5 separate regions of the Mus musculus genome follow, and all the other regions are linked to region 4. Evidence: chromatin contacts called from public promoter capture Hi-C data. All regions are on one chromosome and are shown on one strand. Each heading gives the region's core, a stretch centred on a gene start, on an enhancer-like site or on the middle of the called end of the contact. The rest is flanking DNA. Distances are from core to core; before and after follow the strand shown. Region 1 holds the start of Il18 (interleukin 18). Region 2 overlaps Sdhd (succinate dehydrogenase complex, subunit D, integral membrane protein). Region 3 holds the start of Pts (6-pyruvoyl-tetrahydropterin synthase). Region 4 holds the start of Rexo2 (RNA exonuclease 2). Region 5 holds the start of Nkapd1 (NKAP domain containing 1).

Evidence for each region. Promoter capture Hi-C pulls out the DNA fragments that hold promoters and counts their contacts.
Region 1: a promoter capture Hi-C map of liver shows a contact between it and region 4, with 5 times the contacts expected there. The contact joins the promoter of Il18 here to the promoter of Rexo2 in region 4. A contact is called at or near these places in 4 of 39 promoter capture datasets (the C10 cell line, hippocampal neurons, liver and 1 more).
Region 2: a contact with region 4 is called in a promoter capture Hi-C map of liver, with 2.7 times the contacts expected there. The contact joins the enhancer-like site here to the promoter of Rexo2 in region 4. A contact is called at or near these places in 5 of 39 promoter capture datasets (the 3T3-L1 cell line, erythroid cells, hippocampal neurons and 2 more), 2 of 115 datasets of contacts at active chromatin or transcription factors (T-cell acute lymphoblastic leukemia and thymic regulatory T cells) and 1 of 9 other capture datasets (adipose tissue).
Region 3: a contact with region 4 is called in a promoter capture Hi-C map of pre-B cells, with 5 times the contacts expected there. The contact joins the promoter of Pts here to the promoter of Rexo2 in region 4. A contact is called at or near these places in 8 of 39 promoter capture datasets (the 3T3-L1 cell line, 3T3-L1-derived adipocytes, the C10 cell line and 4 more) and 1 of 115 datasets of contacts at active chromatin or transcription factors (large pre-B cells).
Region 5: a promoter capture Hi-C map of erythroid cells shows a contact between it and region 4, with 7 times the contacts expected there. The contact joins the promoter of Nkapd1 here to the promoter of Rexo2 in region 4. A contact is called at or near these places in 2 of 39 promoter capture datasets (erythroid cells and pre-B cells) and 1 of 115 datasets of contacts at active chromatin or transcription factors (T-cell acute lymphoblastic leukemia).

What each region holds. Positions count from the first base shown.
Region 1 is chr9:50,552,422-50,556,050 of GRCm38.p6, forward strand. Il18 (interleukin 18) reads left to right here and starts at 2,279. Exons shown (of 7, transcript NM_001357221.1): 1 at 2,279-2,556. It overlaps Bco2 (beta-carotene oxygenase 2), which reads right to left and starts at 2,717. Exons shown (of 12, transcript NM_133217.3): 1 at 2,600-2,717.
Region 2 is chr9:50,592,856-50,596,455 of GRCm38.p6, forward strand. It overlaps Sdhd (succinate dehydrogenase complex, subunit D, integral membrane protein), which reads right to left. Exons shown (of 4, transcript NM_025848.3): 4 at 3,485-3,600. Among named protein-coding and RNA genes, the nearest start is that of Sdhd, 9.2 kb to the right of the region's middle. Within about 2 kb of position 2,141, at least 56 of the 459 cell types and tissues checked have an H3K27ac peak or open chromatin away from gene starts, as enhancers often do. A contact at or near this core is called in erythroid cells and liver, where this site is marked.
Region 3 is chr9:50,526,629-50,530,203 of GRCm38.p6, forward strand. It overlaps Pts (6-pyruvoyl-tetrahydropterin synthase), which reads right to left and starts at 2,028. Exons shown (of 6, transcript NM_011220.3): 1 at 1,929-2,028; 2 at 242-321. The coding sequence starts at 2,008.
Region 4 is chr9:48,478,933-48,482,238 of GRCm38.p6, forward strand. It overlaps Rexo2 (RNA exonuclease 2), which reads right to left and starts at 1,679. Exons shown (of 7, transcript NM_024233.4): 1 at 1,475-1,679; 2 at 378-461. The coding sequence starts at 1,621.
Region 5 is chr9:50,615,650-50,619,363 of GRCm38.p6, forward strand. It overlaps Nkapd1 (NKAP domain containing 1), which reads right to left and starts at 1,815. Exons shown (of 6, transcript NM_212449.2): 1 at 1,579-1,815. It overlaps Pih1d2 (PIH1 domain containing 2), which reads left to right and starts at 1,672. Exons shown (of 6, transcript NM_028300.2): 1 at 1,672-1,949; 2 at 2,797-3,000. The coding sequence starts at 2,824.

The sequences.
Region 1 (3,629 bases), core at 1,029-3,528, 2.1 Mb after region 4:
TCCTGCCATCCCATCTCAGTCCTGTCTAAAGATTATTTGCAACAGACGCACAATCCATTACTCTCTGGCACAGGAGCTGAAATCCGAATTCCTAGACTCCCAGACTCTACTCGATTCCTAATATATAGACTATTCCTAATAGTCTCTGGGGTGAAACAAGCAGGAAGTAAAAGGCAGGAATGATAGGTAGTATTAGCGGTCTTAAGAAAATGCTTTGAAGAAAAGCAAAGAGAAATCTAGACATTCCTTGCTCTTCTTTGGTAAACAGTGGTGAGTTTATCTTCTTCTCCCTTTAGATTAAGACTCCCTGATAAAATGTAGATTCCCTATTATACATAGAGTGAAATTGAACAGTCCAACTAGATACGCATGAATTATAAATACTTTATGTTTTATGTCTTTGCACCATGTGTATGCCTGGTACCCTCAGAGGTCAGAAGTGGGTGTTGGATTCCAGGGGACTGCCATTAAAGATGGTTGTAAGCCACCATGTGCATGCTGGGAATGAAACCCAAATCATTTAGAACAGCAGCCAGCGTCCTTAACCACTGAGCCATCTCTGTGGCGTCTTCATGTTAGATTATATTTACATATCTGTCTGCTCTATGCTCCATGTTACTGATCCTATTATACTCCTCAAACTTTTTGTATGGAGTACTTGATATGGCTGCCACCACCTGCTTACGCCTGTTTCCATTCTTGGCTTGGGAGATGAGCTATTCTAACATTTAACTGCTCTTTTAACTTTGCTGCTGTTTAACTATTCTGCTTCCCGTCAGCTTCCTTCTTCATTAGCTGGTAACTTTAGGCAAACATCTTAACCCTGCCAAACCTCAAGTTTTATCGAAAATAAAATAAGGGTTAAGAGAGGTTAATGACTCCTACTCAGACCTCCCATCATAATGAAATGCAATGATACTTAGCAAATGTTAATCTCCTCTACTGACCTCTTATCACCAAGGAAATGTCAAAGTATAACCTTGGACCTTTACCCTTTAATTTCAACGTTGGCCCTTAGTAATCTCATCTTGATTCGTAAGTTCTCCAGTTATGTCTTCGACCCGACTCTCAACTCTTTATCTCCTCTTCTGAATCAGCTCTTCCACCAGCAAACATCTCGCTTCAGTCTCTCTGTGGGCACTGAATTCATTTTGCTCACTCTCCTTACAGCACAGTTCTTCTGACCCCAGTGGCACAGGCCAGTAGGGGAAATTTGAAAAAAAGATGACTCTGTGGCTTACATATAAATTCCCCAGGCTCAAAATTCTGCACGGGTAACTCTGTCTTCATCAGTCTCTCTCCTGGGACTACAGATTTTTTCCTATCCGAAGCCCATCTTCCTCAGCCCTGGTACCTCAACTTCTCCTTCCTATGTGTCACTTCCTGCTGCCTAACTCAGGCCCTTGACTCTTTCTTGGCAGCCTCTCAGTTGAAGTCTGGAAAGAGAAACTTAGTGAGATGAGTTCCTGGAGCCACTGGACCATCTTAAGGGTTAGAGACCTCAGACAATTGCCTCCAGCTCTCATCAGGTCTAGAGATTCTAATTTATCTGGATGAGCGGGGAAGATGCTTTTCCACCAGTGCAATAATGTGAATATTAAATCTCCTACATGTAAATCTGGCTGCATCATTCATTCCTCCATGTGAATTCCATCCATTCAATCACAAATCACTTGTAATTGTTGAAACTACCTGAGCAGGCGAGGCACTTAAAGACCTCGTATGGCCCTCAGCCCACCCTAGCTGTTCACTCCAGCCTAGCTGGATTGCTCCCTAGTCTCATGACCATTCTATTCTCTTCACTTAGGATATTTCTCATCTCCTTCAGATGAAACTTGCATATGCAACTCAACCTTCAAGTTCCAATTTCTGGGTCACCTGCTTCTTAAGCACCGAATTCCCATTTCCTCGCTACAACTTCGGAGAGCTTTCTGGTGGCCCTTATCTTGCTGTCCTGTGTGATAAAAGGCCAGTGCACTTTACAACCTCTCCTGGCAGTATTCTTTGAATACAAAGTCTAGCTATACCTCCCCACTCCTAGCACCTAGCATGCTGCCTTACATACAATACAGCATACTATATAAGTTACTATGGTTAAATAACTTTATAATTAACTGTGCATATTGTTGCCATTTCTGGCAGTTCTATAATTAACCAATCACTGAAAATAAATCCTTGAAGTAGTAACTATAATAGAAAGCTACAGAACAAAAACCACAGGGTTTGAGACAGTTCCCCAGAATGCAAATAGGAGAACCAAACATTTGCATCCGAATACAAAGCAGTGGTTTTCAGCTGGGAAAACTCAGGATAGAGAAAAACCCTTTGAGGCATCCAGGACAAATCAGATCTCTGGGCTGAATCCTGCCCCAGTGCGTCACATTAGCTGACTGAACACTGGCTGTTCCCACAACGATGAGTACACCAATCCTGTGGTTGGTAAAACAAGCTTGCTTTCACTTCTCCCCTGTGGTGTGCTGCCTGCATCACACAAAGAGGCTTTGGAAGCCTGCTATAATCCTCAGGCCCCGGGCGCAGCAGTCCAACTGCAGACTGGTAAGTGGCCCAGGAAAGGAACGGGTAGAGGGGAGTCCCCTACCTGGGCGATGGTACACTGCCACAGGAAGAACCCTGCGGTGTCAAGAAGGCTGCTGAGGAAACGCAGAAACAGTTGAGAAATAGTATTTAACTCAGTTCTTAACTCAGGTCTTGAGATTTCTGAATCTGCAGCCACTGGCCTGATTAAGTAAATAATGAGCCTGGGTTGTCCCTGGCTCTGAGATCAAATGGGACTGGAGGGGAGGGAAAAGGAGAGGCGGGGCTCAAAACACTAACTTAGTCTCAGTTCTATGGCAAGTGTCCTAACCAACTCTAACCTTTGACATTAAAATTGGACCAATAATAGCCTCCCTCCTTAACCATTCCTTATTGGAATTTGCCCCCACCTGCCGCTAAGTCCATGGAACCAGATTCAGGGGTTCATTGTACAACTTCTCTCCTCTGAAATGATTCAGACAGAATGAAGTTTCAATTTAGACTGGCAGGCAATAGCTCACCCTTTTCCCTTTCCTCTCATCCCTTTTCTTTTACATTCATTAGGTGTTTGGGGTGGGAGGGGCGTTGTTTTTGGTTTAGTTTGCGTTGAGCTGGGTTTTCAAGACAGGGTCTTTCTGTATAGTCCTGGCTGTCTAGGAGCTCACTCTGTAGACCAGGCTGATCTCGAACTCACAGAGATCCACATGCCTCTGCCTCCTGAGTGCTGAAATTAAAGGTGATATTCATTAGTTTTATGAAAAGCATTCTCTCACAATAAAGCACAGACAGGAGACCATAAATACATATCACAGTACATAATTTTATTATTTTAACAAGTATCTTTGAGAACCTAAATAACAAACACTGCTTGGAAGCAAAAATAACAAAAAATGAGATTCAGCACCCCATTATTTTGTTATTGTTTTTTCTTTTCTTTTAATTCTAGCAATCTATGCAGAGCAGCTGGAATTCTCTGAGAGCTTAAGGACAGCCTGGCCTACAGAGTGAGTTCTAGGCCATCCAGGGTTTCATAGGTCCTGCCTCAAACAAACATGTAACTTGATGGAATGAAAATTTACAAGTTTACAAGCATC
Region 2 (3,600 bases), core at 891-3,390, 2.1 Mb after region 4:
CATATTCCTCCTAACCCCTAAACACAGATACACAGCAACAAGATAAATCTGAATGAGTTCCACAAATACAGAGGTTGAACACAAAGAAGAAAAACCATGTTCACCACTAGACAAAGACACAGATCCAAGGCCATTGATCACACTATTACTTATGACAGAAAATAGATTCAAGCTAGAGGTGTAAACAAAAGGACCAGGTCCACGGATGGTGAGACCCACTGGGGAACCTCCTACAATCACCTACTCTGGAAGAGCAGCTCTATTACACAAGACTGCACGGAAGCGGAAGCGCTGACTGGCATCCGCAGATGCAGATAGGTGTGGCAATGGCGTGGCAGTGCAGTGACGTCATCCAAGACTCAGGCTCCTCTGTGCATGTCCTCTTTAGCATCCTGACTGGTGCTCACAGTGATACCTCTCTCAAGTTCCTTCTCTCATAGATAAAACTATTTTAAAGCAGAACGGAGCTCGAGGACATGAGAGTGAGAGAGAGAAAGGGAGAGAGAAAGAGACAGAGAGAGAGAGAGGGAGAGAGAGAGAGAGAGAGAGGTCCGAGGAAATAGAAGCGGAGGTAGAAAAGCCACACTTAGTAGAGTAAAAGTACAAGCTATACTTAGACTGTATCTACTCTGAAGAACACACCAAAAAGAGAATTGGTGCCCTCGGCCTTTATTCCTTGTAATTATTACCTTCTCCGCAGCCCAGAGTGACAATGTGCCTCTGGCATGAAAGCAATATCCCATCCTTTCAGGCCAACCAAGGAGAAAATCCATCCTAATACTACTTGGGAGGCTGGATGGCCCAGTGGTTAAGAGCACTTGCTCCTGTACCAGAGGACCCAGGTTGGTTCCAGACTCAACCTTCTGCAGCCCCAGTTCCAGAGATAATCTGGTGCCCTCTTCTGGTCTCCATGGGCACTGCATTTAGTGTGTGTGTGTGTGTGTGTGTGTGTGTGTGTGTGTGTGTGTGTGTGTGTGTGTGTGTGTGTGTGTACACTTCTGCACGCACACACGTGCATGCATACACACATAGAAGAAATAACTGCATCAGATCCTCTGTGTACACATTATGGCTATTAGGTTGGTGTTTTTGTGAGCCTCTTAACAGTAGGAACGGGTGTATCTCTGACACTTTTGCCTGTTCTTGAGACTCTTTTCCTTCTATTGGAATGCCTTGTCCCAGCCTCCACTAGGATTTTTGCTTTGTCTTATTGTAGCGTGTTTTGTCCGTCTGGCTAGCCTCCCTTGGAGGGAGAAAATGGAGGGGGACTGGATCTAGAGGAGAGCTAGGAGAAGGGGAGGGAGGGGAAACTGCGGTTAGGATGTAGTCTATGAGAGAAGAATCTATTTTCAATTTTAAAAGCTTAAAGAAAAAAAAAAAAGATCTGGCTTCGGGACAGGGAGATGGCTCAGCGGGTGAGGTGCTTGATTCTGAGCCTGTTGACCTGAGTTGGGTCCCCAAAACTCACACGGTGAAAAGAGCTGACTCCTGCAGGGTGCCTTCCGACCTTCACAGGAGTGTGTTCCTCCCTGCATCTGAGCACATACAAGATAAGTGGCGCACGCCTTTAATCCCAGCACTCAGGAGGCAGAGGCAGGTGGATTTCTGAGTTCGAGGCCAGCCTGGTCTACAGAGTGAGTTCCAGGACAGCCAGGGCTACACAGAGAAACCCTGTCTCAAACAAACAAACAAACAAAAAGTAAGTGCTTAAGAATTCTTTTTTTGGCTCACTGTGTAGTCAGTTGAGGGCCAGTCACTCTGTGGCTGGAACTCTGGAGTGCCTATGGCACTGTCACCATTTAATCCATCTCACGCTTTAGCTCTGTGGTGGGGAAGGAGTCTCTAAAGCACTGCAGCCCGCACTTCTTGGAGCTCTGCACTTTACACTCGCTGTCGCCAGTTTGCTGTTAGCCCTGTGGTCACTTTGAAGCTCCTGCCTTTGGGTCATGTTTAACCTTCCAATTGGTTACCAACTGTGTAGCCTATACACTGACTCTTAAGGCCAACGCTGGCTCACTTTGAATCTGGCCACAGAAAGCCAGCACTTAAAAAAACAACAACACAAAACCCATACAGGGAGCTGGCAGGCTTTCACCACAGCACCTGAACTCTGCCTTGGTAGTCTGTAATTAGTTACTTATTATGTATTGTTTGCATTGCATGTGCTTATGCAGTTTGTAGGGTAAACAGTGGGTCATTTCACCTCCACCCTGTGGGTCCCGAGGCTCAAATTCAGGCTGTCATGCTCAGCAGTTAAATAACCTCACCTGCCGAGCCCTCTCGTCCTCCTGTATCTTTTTTATTATATCAGCTTTTCCTTTTAGTGGCGTGTGGTTCATGTGTGTCACAGCACAGCTGTAGAGATCAGGGAACAATGGGAGTCACCTTCCCACCACGTGAATCCCTGTCAGGCTTGGCAGCAGGTGTCTTTACCCACTGAGCCATCTCTCCGGCCCCTTTTCCAAGCCCGTGAGCTCTGATCATGCCGCCTGACATACTGATACAAATGGTTGCCCTTTCATGGAAACCCTTCCCGGCCTTGCCGCCCAGGCCATCCTCCGGGAGTGAAATGTACAGTGTGGTTCATCAAGGCTCACAGTCAGCGCACCCAGAACACAGACTGAGAAAGCTTGGCACTCACCCGAATGATAGCACAGTTCTAACCCCTACCACTCCACCTTCATGCTTAAGCTGCCCGTTTCTGCCCATCATGAGCCCTTTCGTCCCGTGGCATTCTATGTGAACTACTCATTTGCTAAGTCACACAAAGCTAAACTCAGTTCTAATTCCCAATTGTGGATGTACTTACTTTTAATTATTGTTTTTTGGGTTTGTTAAGTAAGGGTCTCACTCTGTAGCTGGCTTGGAACTTACTGTGGTCTACGTTGGCCTCAAACTCCCAGCAATCATCCCCCAGACTCGCAGAGAGTGGGATCACAGGCATCTACCACCATACCTGGCATAACCCTGGTTTTTTGTTGTTGTTGGGGTTTTGTTTGTTTTTTGTTTTTTCGAGACAGTGTTTCTCTAAGTAGCCCTGGCTGTCCTGGAACTCACTCTGTAGCCCAGGATGGCCTCAAACTCAGAAATCCGCCTGCCTTTGCCTCCCAAGTGCTGGGATCACAGGCATGCGCCACCACTGCCCGGCATAACACTGTTTTAATGAATAAAACTACAGCCTGCCTGGCAGGCCACTACTCAGGCTAGTCAGATGGCTTGAGCCCAGGATTTTGATGCTAGCCTGGGCAACAAACTAAGGCACCATTTGAAACTAGAACAAAACAAGTGAGTTTTGTGGTTTCACAACTGTAACTCCAGCACTTGAGGGGCAGAAACAGAAAGATTGCAAAGTTTGAGGCCATCCTGGTCTACCTACAGAGAATTTCAGATCAGTATGAGCTTGTAAGAGTCTATTTCAAACATGTAAGCACCAACCAAAACCCAAATATTAGAGAATACTAGCACATAAAAAAAAAGTACAATGTATTTTCATTATATAATATTTTATTTAAAAATTTTGTTTTTTCAGAGTACACTTTCTTTCTCATTAACAACTCCCACGGTGGGAAGACAGTTTATCACTTAGTCTTATACTTTTGG
Region 3 (3,575 bases), core at 778-3,277, 2.0 Mb after region 4:
TTTATTATGCATTTGAATGTCAAAGAAAATGCTTTAACTCATTTTGTTGTTGTTTTCTACTGTCTTTAACATGGTAGACAATTGTGAGGTAAACCAGAACACCCATCCAACCAAGACAATGACTCTGTCTTGAATTTCCACTGAAGGGCTCAGAGCCCTGACCCTGTCCCGGAAGCGTCTGGCTCCCAGCCCCCTCGTCCTTCTTCCCAACAGGCTAGGAGGGAATGTGCCCCTCCCTCACCTTTATAGTTGTGCCCGTGGCCATTCGGATTGTTGCATTTCCCAAACACTCTTAAGTTCTCTTCATCGCTCAGAGATGGGCTGACAGGAGAAAGATAGAGGTCAGCCCGAAGTTCAGACGTCCAGAAAACTCTACAATTTCATGTCACTGTAGATGATCAACTGGTTAGATCGCTTGCATATCATGATCCCCGTTTCTATCAAGAACCAACACTCCACTCTCTAATTAAACTAGATTACCACATAAATCATCCAAGACCTTCATCTCAACCCACTTAGTCCACAGTAAGATGTCAACAACTCTGCCCATAGTCAGCACTGTCTCTCCTGCCCTCTCTCTGTCGAGGTCTCCTCTATCCCTGGCTGGCCTCAAACTCACTAGGTAACTTAGCACGACTTCCAACTTCTGACCCTCTTGCCTCCACCTCCCAAGTCCTGAGATCTATGTAAGCAGGCACTGTGTAGTCAAGCACTCTACCTACTGTGCTACATCCCGGCTCCACCTTCCAATTCAACAAGCCCTGAGTATTAGCTATGGGATAAGAGATGAAGCAAGGAGCAGTGATAAGCACGAAGACATACATATCCTCCAGCGGCTTAAAAACGTCATTCCTCCTGACAAATAATGACCTCAGGCTCTTCTTTTCACAATCTTGCCCTCCTCTGCCTCAGCAGTTGCCTAGTGGAAACCTTACCAATGTGTTCCAGGACACTCAAGTCAGGTGAAACTTTAAACTTACTACACATGGCTGTCATTCCAGACAGAAAACAATTAGCTTAATGAATCTGTATCAGTCAACTTATCTGTGCATCCTTACTAACCTTGTGTGTAAGCTTCCTATTATAAAAATCCCTTTTGAGAGGCCGGAAGGATGGCTTAGCAGTTAAGAGTGCTTACTGCTACTGCAGAAGACCAGGGTTCAGGTCCCAGCCCACCCACGTGACAGCTCAGAAGCCTGTAACTCCAGTTTCAAGGAATCCTCTTTTGGCTTCCACAGACTCTTTCGTGCAAGCTGTGCACACAGCACACAAGCACACACAAACACAACTTTTTATTTAAATTCTTTAAACTCTTTCTTATCCCCTTCACTCTCTCCTACTGCGCACTTAGAGCAGTACAGCTCACAAGACTTTTGAAGAAAATTCTCACTGTACCCAACTTGACCACACGGAGGGGTGGGGGTAGAGGGATGACAAGTGTCAGCTGTTCCCTATGACAACCCTGTTGTTAGAAAAGGCCGTTCTCTGATGATGACATGCAGATCCAAAGAGCAAACCTTCAAGTGAGTAACGAAGCTCCCTTTGAAACCAACTCTCAGGTGCGGTCTTGTTTCTCTGGGATTCAATTCCCGACTGTGTTGCTCCTTTGGAAAGTATCAAGGCTGGTTTTACTTTTTTGGTAAAAGGGGGATGAAAACTACCTTGGGTTGCACCCGGTAGCCCATGCTCCTGTCATTGTACCTCTGGATGTGGGCAACCTCTGGAGGGAAACTCTCCAGAGTGGATCCTCCGGGATCGGAGCTATACCGCCCTCTCCCGGGTGAGTGCCGGTAGTGCAGCTCCGCACCTTCACCATTTCCTCTTCGGCCCGCCCCAGCTCGGCTCTAACCCACGCGCGTGGCCACGCCCCCCAGGGACATAGCGGGACAAGACCCGCGCGTGCGGTGACACACGTGGGCACACCCCACCTGTGCAGCCGGTGGCTCGCGCTGAAGGACACGAGGCGCGACAGTCGCGCGCGGCGACGAAGGTCACCCGCCGCGCTCATGGTCTTCGGACCGAAGACTCACAAGCTAGCGGTTCCGGCTTCCGGGACCGAGGCCAGTCCCGCCCCCGCGGCTGCGCAGTGCAAACTCGGCCCTCCCTGCCGAAAGCACTCCTGGGAGTGGTTTCGACTCGCGGCACCCTTCGGCCGACTTGGAGGCAAACACTAGCGCCCCCTGCTGTTCAGTCTTCGCTAGGCAGTCAGAAATACCTGGGGCCAGTGGGTGGGTGAGAAGCCAGAGGCCTGGATTTTTAAATTGCCAGGTTAGTTTGTGTCTTCTTCTTTCGCTTCATTTTTGACAGTCCTGGGTTTGACAAATCCAATGTCTGGGTGCCCTTATCAGATGTTCTCCAGCCCGGTACCACATTGAAAGTGTCCTTAACCAAAAAGAAACCCCAGCTAAGGATGGCAATGCACTGTCATTAGAGTTACCCTGCAGGCTGAAGCTGGGGCATTGATTTTAGGAGTCCCGATCTGTTCTAGGCAACATAGTAAAACACTAGCTTAAGTGGAAAATAAAGGAAAATTTTGACATCTCAATATCCAAGTGAGAGAATGTCATACAAAGAGACTTCCTCAAACCAGAGACAGCCAGAAAACAGATTCACCGTTCAGAGCCCTCAGAAGGAATACGCTGTTCCTGGTTTTAGATTCCTGGCTTTCAGAGTTTTTGAAATGGAAAGGTATTCCAGTGTAATCCCAACCGCTCTTGTGCAACATTTGCTGGTTCTGTGTTTAGATATTTGTCTCAGAAGGTTAGCTTCTATTAAATGTTGTCAGTCAGAGATGGCATATATCAGTGATCCCAGCACTGAGGCTGAAGCAGGAGGGTGACAAGCTCAAGGTCCGTCTCAAAAGGATAAAATCCTATACATAATTCAAATGGACACCTTTGGCAAGGCAGCCCCCACATCACCCATCCATTAATTAAATTTTAAAAACTAAATTAAAAAAAATGTTTACCCAAGTATCTTTGGCTGTCCTGGAACTTGGTCTGTAGACCAGACTGGCTTGGAACTCACCTGCCTCTGCCCCTCTGCCTCACAAATGCTCGGATTAAGGGCCTGCATTACCACCACAGTTAAGACCTTAATCCCAGATGCTTTAAGTATTAGACACATGTACTTCAGAACAACAAAATGGTCCCTGTTATCTGAAAATTCAGTTTAATGGGGGCAGTCCAACAAATAATATGTCAAGTGAAAAATTACCATTTCTGTGTCAGAGAGTAAAAGAAAGCTTCCAAGAGCAAATTAGTCTGAGATGGGTTTTAAGGAGTCCAACAGATGGGTAAATAGAAAATCCCAAGAGGAAAGAGTTTAAGCAAAGGAAATGTGGAAACGTAGCTTGCTTAATGCACAGTGACAAATTCTTGGCTACCTTGGGGTGCATGCAAAACGGAGGAGAGTGTATTGGAAATATTGACTGAAGACCAAGTAGTGGAAGAATTGTAAATGTCTTTCTACATATAACGGAAAAGAGACCCTGCCTTTCCCCTCCCATCTAGTTTTTCTCCAAGAGAAAGGAATTCCCAACTGTTAAAATAACATTTTCAGGCATAATGGAGTCT
Region 4 (3,306 bases), core at 429-2,928:
CAAATGCTCTTGAGCAAGTCCCCCAAATCTCTTGTAACCCAATATCTTCCGGTGGACAATGAACATCATTAACAGAGCCTATCTTATCATCATGAGGACTAAGAATACACGTGTAAACCCTGCAGAACTGTTGTAGCCTTGGGGGAGGGGGAGTTCTGTCAATTTCAACTGAAAACTTAATCCGGTTATGAAGTGGATTATGTTGGTTCCAATACCAACTCTAACATATTATATTACATTGTCCTAGTAATATAGCACTGGGCCTTAATCTACACAGACCTCAATCTGCTACGTTTTTCAGTGAGATCAGATGAAGGCACCTTTAGATCCCCAATGCCCTTTAAGTGGTATGAATGTATTTACACGGCATCACCTACTTCAGCCAAAATGTTAAGATCAGAGTCAGTTATCAGGCAGGCCATCTCAATAATCTGATCCTTCTCAATATCCAATCCTGTCATCTGTAAAACATAAATAAACAAGCATATAACAAACACATGAAACCACCTTTTGTTTTGTTTTGTTTTTGTTTTATTTTTTTGAGACAGGGTTTCTCTGTGTAGCCCTGGCTGTCCTGGAACTCACTCTGTAGACCAGGCTGGCCTCGAACTCAGAAATCCACCTGCCTCTGCCTCCCAAGTGCTAGGATTAAAGGCGTGCTGCCCAAGTTTACTTGACAGAGATTCCTTTGTGTGGACCCAGCTCACATTCTATGACCAGTAATGGTCTGGGCAGTACTCAGGGTATTAAGTTCTGAGTGCTCAGAGACTGCTAAAGGCACTTCCTGCGGGCGGGCCAGCTACTGTCAAACACATTTGTCCTGGGAACAGACTCAAAATAAGCAGGATGAAAACTTGACTACAGAAAAGTGAGCTCACGAACGTTACCTCTCGGAGGTTTACAATGGTTTCCGAAGTTTTCCCAACAACAACAACAACAAAAAAAGTTAACAAATGAACTCAGTTCGTAAGCAGAAAACTGGAGTTCAAGAGAGGCCTAGGTATGAATGCGTTAAAACTAAAATGGGTAACCTGAATCTTCCAATGGGGCCTCAATTTTCTCTTTTATGGAATGAGGGGTAAGGCTGAGTCATCTCCTGAGTCCTAGCTTAAGCAACCTAGTCTTTTAAGGCTAGGAGGTGGGGACGGAGCAGGGCTCAGAGTCGCTGCCCCAACTCTCACCCACGATCCTCAGAGTCACTAACGCGTAACACAAATTCACTTCTGGGTGGAGGTCGAGGCTAGGGAGAGGGGAGACACATGGACGGCTCCACCCAGATGGAAAGAAACCCCACAGTCCAGGGACAGTCCCAGACCCCGCAAAAACTCTTGACTCGGGGCTCCTGGGGCCGTGCTCACCTGTCGCACCTGACACCCAGATCCCTGCTGCTTCCCGGGACAGGGGAGTCCCTCGGTCCCACGCGCGAATCTGCGCTCGCCTCCCCGCACCCTCCTCGCCCCGGCCGCACTCTCACCTCCAGGTCCACCCAGACCATTCGCTGAGCCATGCTCTCCCCTGCCGCCATGGCTGCGCTACCTTCGCTGACACCTCGCGCCCCGAACTGCCCGCGCCTGCCACCCACGCCCCGCAACAGCCTGGCGCCCAGGGATACGCCTAGCATCACCCGGCACGAGCCGCCACGGCCCCAGCCCCGCCGGCCCAGCGCGCGCAGGCGCCACAGTCGCTAAACGTCGCAAACCCACGGGGAGGTGCCGGGAGAAGACTACAAGCCCCGGCATGCGAGGCGTCGGCTCGCCCTCCACAGCTACTCTCGGCTGCCGAAAGGGCTGATGGGAGTAGGAGTCCTTGGTCCAGCCTCCTGCTCCCCTCCCCCGCCACGTGTTTTCGGATGTTAAGGGACTTGCTAGTATTTCACCGCTAAAGTTTGTCTGTTTCCAGGAGATATCATTCCTGAGTTTTTATTAGTTCTAAGCTGCGAAGTTGAAGAGGCTTTACTTTGAAAAATATGGTTATATGTTTAAGAATTGTTTTAAATCTACCTTTTCCTTACTGCTACCTCCCTCAGTTTTTCTTTTTTTTTTTTTTTTTACCTGCCCCTCCCTTCCGCGTATTGAGTATATTTCTTATTTACTTGGAATCCGAGTGACGTGCTCTTTTGAGCTACAAGGCCAATTCCGCCATCACCGTTTAGGAGTCCTTAAATGGTCTCTTTTCTGAAAGATGACTTCGCACATATCAGGTGTTCCATAAATGTTCCTTTCCCATTATTGGCAGAAGCCTTGTCTCGTTTTCTAGGATGCCAGGACGTGTAGGCTGTGTTTCGGTTGTTAGATCGTATACTATTCTACCTTTTGCAGCCCACTAAAGAGAGTTGGAATAGCTCTGCCTGCTCTGTCCTGCGCTCTGCCTTTGCCGATCGCTCTGGTTTTAATAGACGGGTCCTTAATCTCCCACAATAGATACGGTTTTCATCACCTACGCTCGAAGGGGCCTCTGCGGAGATCTTATATTTTAGCTCAGTAGCAAACGCCTCTGCAAAGGGCAATTTTGTCACAAACGTGCTCAGTCTTGAATCACATACTCTGTGTCTTTTTCTGAAAGCTGTGTTGCCAGTAATTACAGAGCTTGTGGTTGGTGGCATAGTTATTCCTACCCGGTGAGCTGGTTTTGTGAGACAAACATTGTTGCCTAATCAAAGCTTTAAGGATGCTGCAACCTACAAGTGGATTTCAGCTACTCCACCGGTGACCTGCCAAGCTTGGCCAGAGAAACGGAAAAAATCATGGAAACGGGTGTCAAATTACATGTTCAATTTTACTGCAGAATGGGTATGTATATTATAACGGCATTACCTAGTAGAACATACTGTTAAGTTTGTAATCATTTGTGGCCCTACTCATAGGAAGGAGAACTCTATTGTAGCATTGAAACTTTTTTTTTAAGACAAAGAGACACACTACAGAACCCAAGCTGGCCTGGAATTCTGCCTCCCAAGTACTAGGATTAAAAGTGTGCAACACCACACCTGGCTATATAGGAATTTGAATCCGCTGGGCTTATTCTCAGTATTACTTCTTTACATTTTGAAAGGATAACATCCTTAGGCTGGAGAGATGGCTCAAAGGTTAAGTAAGAGTACTTGCTGCTCTTGCAGGGGATTGAACTTCAGCTCCGAGGGATTGTGTTGCCCTCTTCAAACCTTAGTGGGCACCAGTAAACACACATACACACACGTACACACACATACACACTGCACAAATAGAGATCTTTTTTTTATTACACCTTTGGTGGTGGTATTTAACAATTTATATCCTGAAAAACCACACCCATGATTTTTTTTTAACA
Region 5 (3,714 bases), core at 565-3,064, 2.1 Mb after region 4:
TAGAAAATCGAAGGGAAAATTTTCCTTTCACCATTATGATACCCAACTATGGTGCATGTAAGGATGAAGGGATGATGTACATTAGTCTTTAAAATTGCACAAAGCTGCTCAAAATTTGTTTTCCATGAGCACCATGTTATTCAGTCTTCACGATTCTCTGTCAAGTAGTCAAGATCCATGACGGATCAGTTCCAGGACCCTAAAGGTACTAAATCCAAGTATGGCCTGGTAAAGCATTTGCCTAGCCTAAGAGCTACCCTGGATAAAGTCCCTCGGTGACATCCATGCACACACAAAGCAATCCTAGGGCGCTCATTCCTCTTTTAGACTAGTATAATATTTGTATAGAAACTATGCTCCTGTGTATTTTAAAATAGGACTGTTTTTTTAGTCAGGTTCTTAAGTGGCCTCGGCCAGCCCTTAACTCATCTTCTTACTGCCACCACCTGCCAACAGACATGCTCTTCCAGTTAGGATGAGTGAGGGTATTTAGATTAATTATAATACTTAAAACTATGCAAATGTTATGTAAATGTTACGATGGAGATTAAAATAATGACCAAAGTGGGAAAGGTCTGTACGTGATCGATACAGATACAATATGATTCCCCAGACATTTTCGGTTGGCCTTTTAACCTATGGGGATCCCCGAGTTTGGACTCTACCCCAACTCCTCAAAATCAAATTCCTTAAAGCCGTAACCTGCCCCCAGGCTGCATGGACTCAGGCAACGGGTGTGTTAGTGTCCCGGCTAGAAATCAAATCTCAAAACTCCCCAAAATTCGCTTGCAAAGATATAAACACGAAGATTTGAAGGCATCAAACACCACGTATGTCAACAGTAAAAAAATAAACTGAATTGTAAAAAAGTTTTTAGATGACCTAAATATCTCTACTCAGGACATTTTGTTTCCTACACTGTACGGAACTTTCCAAAACCCAGAAGACAACGATATTCACATGTGTAGCTAGCAGGGGCTTGGTGCCACTGTCCCGATGCTCACTCACCCCTCGATCCTGAGGAAATCAGGCATCCTGTTAGTGTGAGACGAAGAACCACTCCATTACAAGATCTCCTCCGACCCAGGAAGCCAAGGAGTCAGGGCTGAAAGGCAGCTCTGCAGCTTCACCCGAGTCCTTCGTGAAAACGCAGCCTTCCCACCGGTTACTGTGCCCTCCTCACCCGAGGCCCAGGCTACGGCTGCCTTCCCCCAGCCGAGCCCGCCCGGCGGCTCGCTCTCGGGGACCCAGGCCAGAGGAGGCGCAGGCGCGGAAAGCGGCCTGCGGGCGGGCGGACCGGGGCATTCCCCGCTCTCGCTGGGCTGGGCCGGCGCCCGGCGGCTCGCTTTCACTCCCGGGACAGAATGGGGACACAGGGCTTGGGCACGGCCTTCCGTTGGGCCCCAGGAAGTATCTAGAGTGCCTCGGGGGGAGCTTGAGGTTTCCAAGGGGACGTGGGGGAAAGCGCCCCCATGTCTGTCAGCGGGCTCCCTGCCCCGCCGCAGCCCCGGCGCTCTCGGCGGCCTTCCCTCGCAACGCCCTCCCGACACAAACACACACACACACACACACCCATACCGTGCGCCGCAGCCTCGCGTGGCGGGGTGGGAGAAAAGGTGGCGGCTTCCTTCCGGGCCGGAAGTCGTGCTCCGGAGAAACGCTTCCCTCCCACCGGAGACTCCCACAGAGCGGGCTCGCCGGTCGCCGTGGAAGCTGACGGGTGCAGGAAGGAAGGCGGCGCTCTCCCGAGAGACAAGCGGGACGGCCTGCGGAGGAGCCAGTCCGGACCCGGAGAAGAGAACCGGAACTGGATATAGAGACACAGCTCTACTTTGCGCTCTCCGGACCCAGTTAGATGGTGTACCGGGACTGGTTACCATGGTAACCGGAGTCGCAGTTTGTCGGCAAACTGAGAGAAGACGTGCGCGTTTCCCCCACGTTTGGATTAAGTGTGTATTCGTTGTTGATTTAATCTAACTTTAATATATAATTTGAAGACTCTAAACCTCTTTTTAAAAATATTGGGAACTTTCTCTTTTGCAGAAGGAGGGTGATTGAAGGAGGGCGGAATCTTTGACTATTGCTCTCACATAATGTTCCAGCTTTAAATATTAGTGTTCTTAATCCTTATCTTTTTTTTAAAGATTCATTTATTTATTATATACAGTGTTCTGCATATATAGCTCTATGTCAGAAGAGGCGCCAGATCTCATTATAGAATTGTGAGCTACCATGTGGTTGCTGGGATTTGAACTCAGGACCTCTAAAAGAGCAGTCAGTGCTCCTAACCGCTGAGCCATCTCTCCAGCCCCCTCATCTTTATTTTGAGTATATACACTGCTTGCTCAAGGCAACATAGATGTCTGAAGTTTGCAAGAACGTAAGCATACTGGCTCCAGTGCGCCTACTTTTAACTACTATACTGTCTGTCTATGTATCTGTCTCCCCCGACCCCAGTCTCTCTACCCGTCTTTCTTTCACGCACACACACACACCCCTACCTCACAATTCCAGGTCTGGAAGGCACCAAGTCAGCCAATATCCAACTATTGGAACAAAAGTCCTTTCTGTTCCCTCTGTATTTATGAAGACCAGACGGAAGTACAGGTACAACGTAGGAATTTAGGAAGTGGTTCTACTCACAGACTGTAGGAAAGCCAAGATAAAGCAGTATGGGTGTGCAATCTTTTAGTTAAGACCCGCAGCACACTTGCAAAAGCCTTCCTCCTTCCCTGAAAGAAGAAACAGGGCAGTAAATACCTTACATGCCTTTTCTCAAGTCCTGTCTCTCTGCAGGTTCCAAAGGCCTGTCTCATCACCATCATGACGGTGTCCTCAAAGGGTCTTCTTACCCACATTTCCCAGTTCTGGAATATGCTCGATGATTTGGCTGAAAATGACCCCGAGCGCTACCGGAACTTCATTCAGCAGGAGTTGAAAGATGGCAAACAGCTCTGTGTCAACCCAGAACCTCAACTCTGCATACAGACCAAGATCCTAGTATGTAGAACTGATGCAAGGAAGGAGAGGTCTTCAGTAAAACTACTCTGGGTTAGCCAGGGGATACAGTAGCCTTTTCTAGCGCTACTTTAACACAAGAGAAGTTTACTAAAACTCTCTGAACAGAAAATGAAACCACATGGAAGATTTCACTGAAGGAGTAAAAATAAGAAATTCATACTTGGTATTTTAGAAATCCCCTAATGCAACTTTATTGTCCTGATAGGTGGAAAATAGTGCTATAATTAATTAAGGTTTTTTAAATGTATTTTATATGTGTGTGGGTTCAAGAGAGTGCATGTGCAAGGACAGAGGATGACTGGGGAGCAGGCTCTCGCCTTCGATGAGGTGAGGAAAGAATTCAGGCCATCAGCCTGGAGCCAGGTGCTCTGATCCACTGAGCCATCAAACTGGCCCAGAGGCAGTGAATGTATGTTTGTTGAGACAAGTCTCTTTAAGTAGTCCTGACTGTCTGATGCTATGTAAACCAGGCTGGCCTTGAACTCTGAGATCCTCCTGCCTCTGCATCCTGAGTGCTGGGATTAAAAGCTTCCTGGTTCTGATTTAATAAGACTCAGGCCTGGAGACATTTCCATTTCACTGTTAGTGAAATAATGAAGTGGTGCTGTGAGGTCCAGAACACGTGGAGCAGTGCTAACTTCAGCTCCTTCTCCTGTCCAGTTCCTCTGGGAGAGAACAGCAGTTGGATTTAGA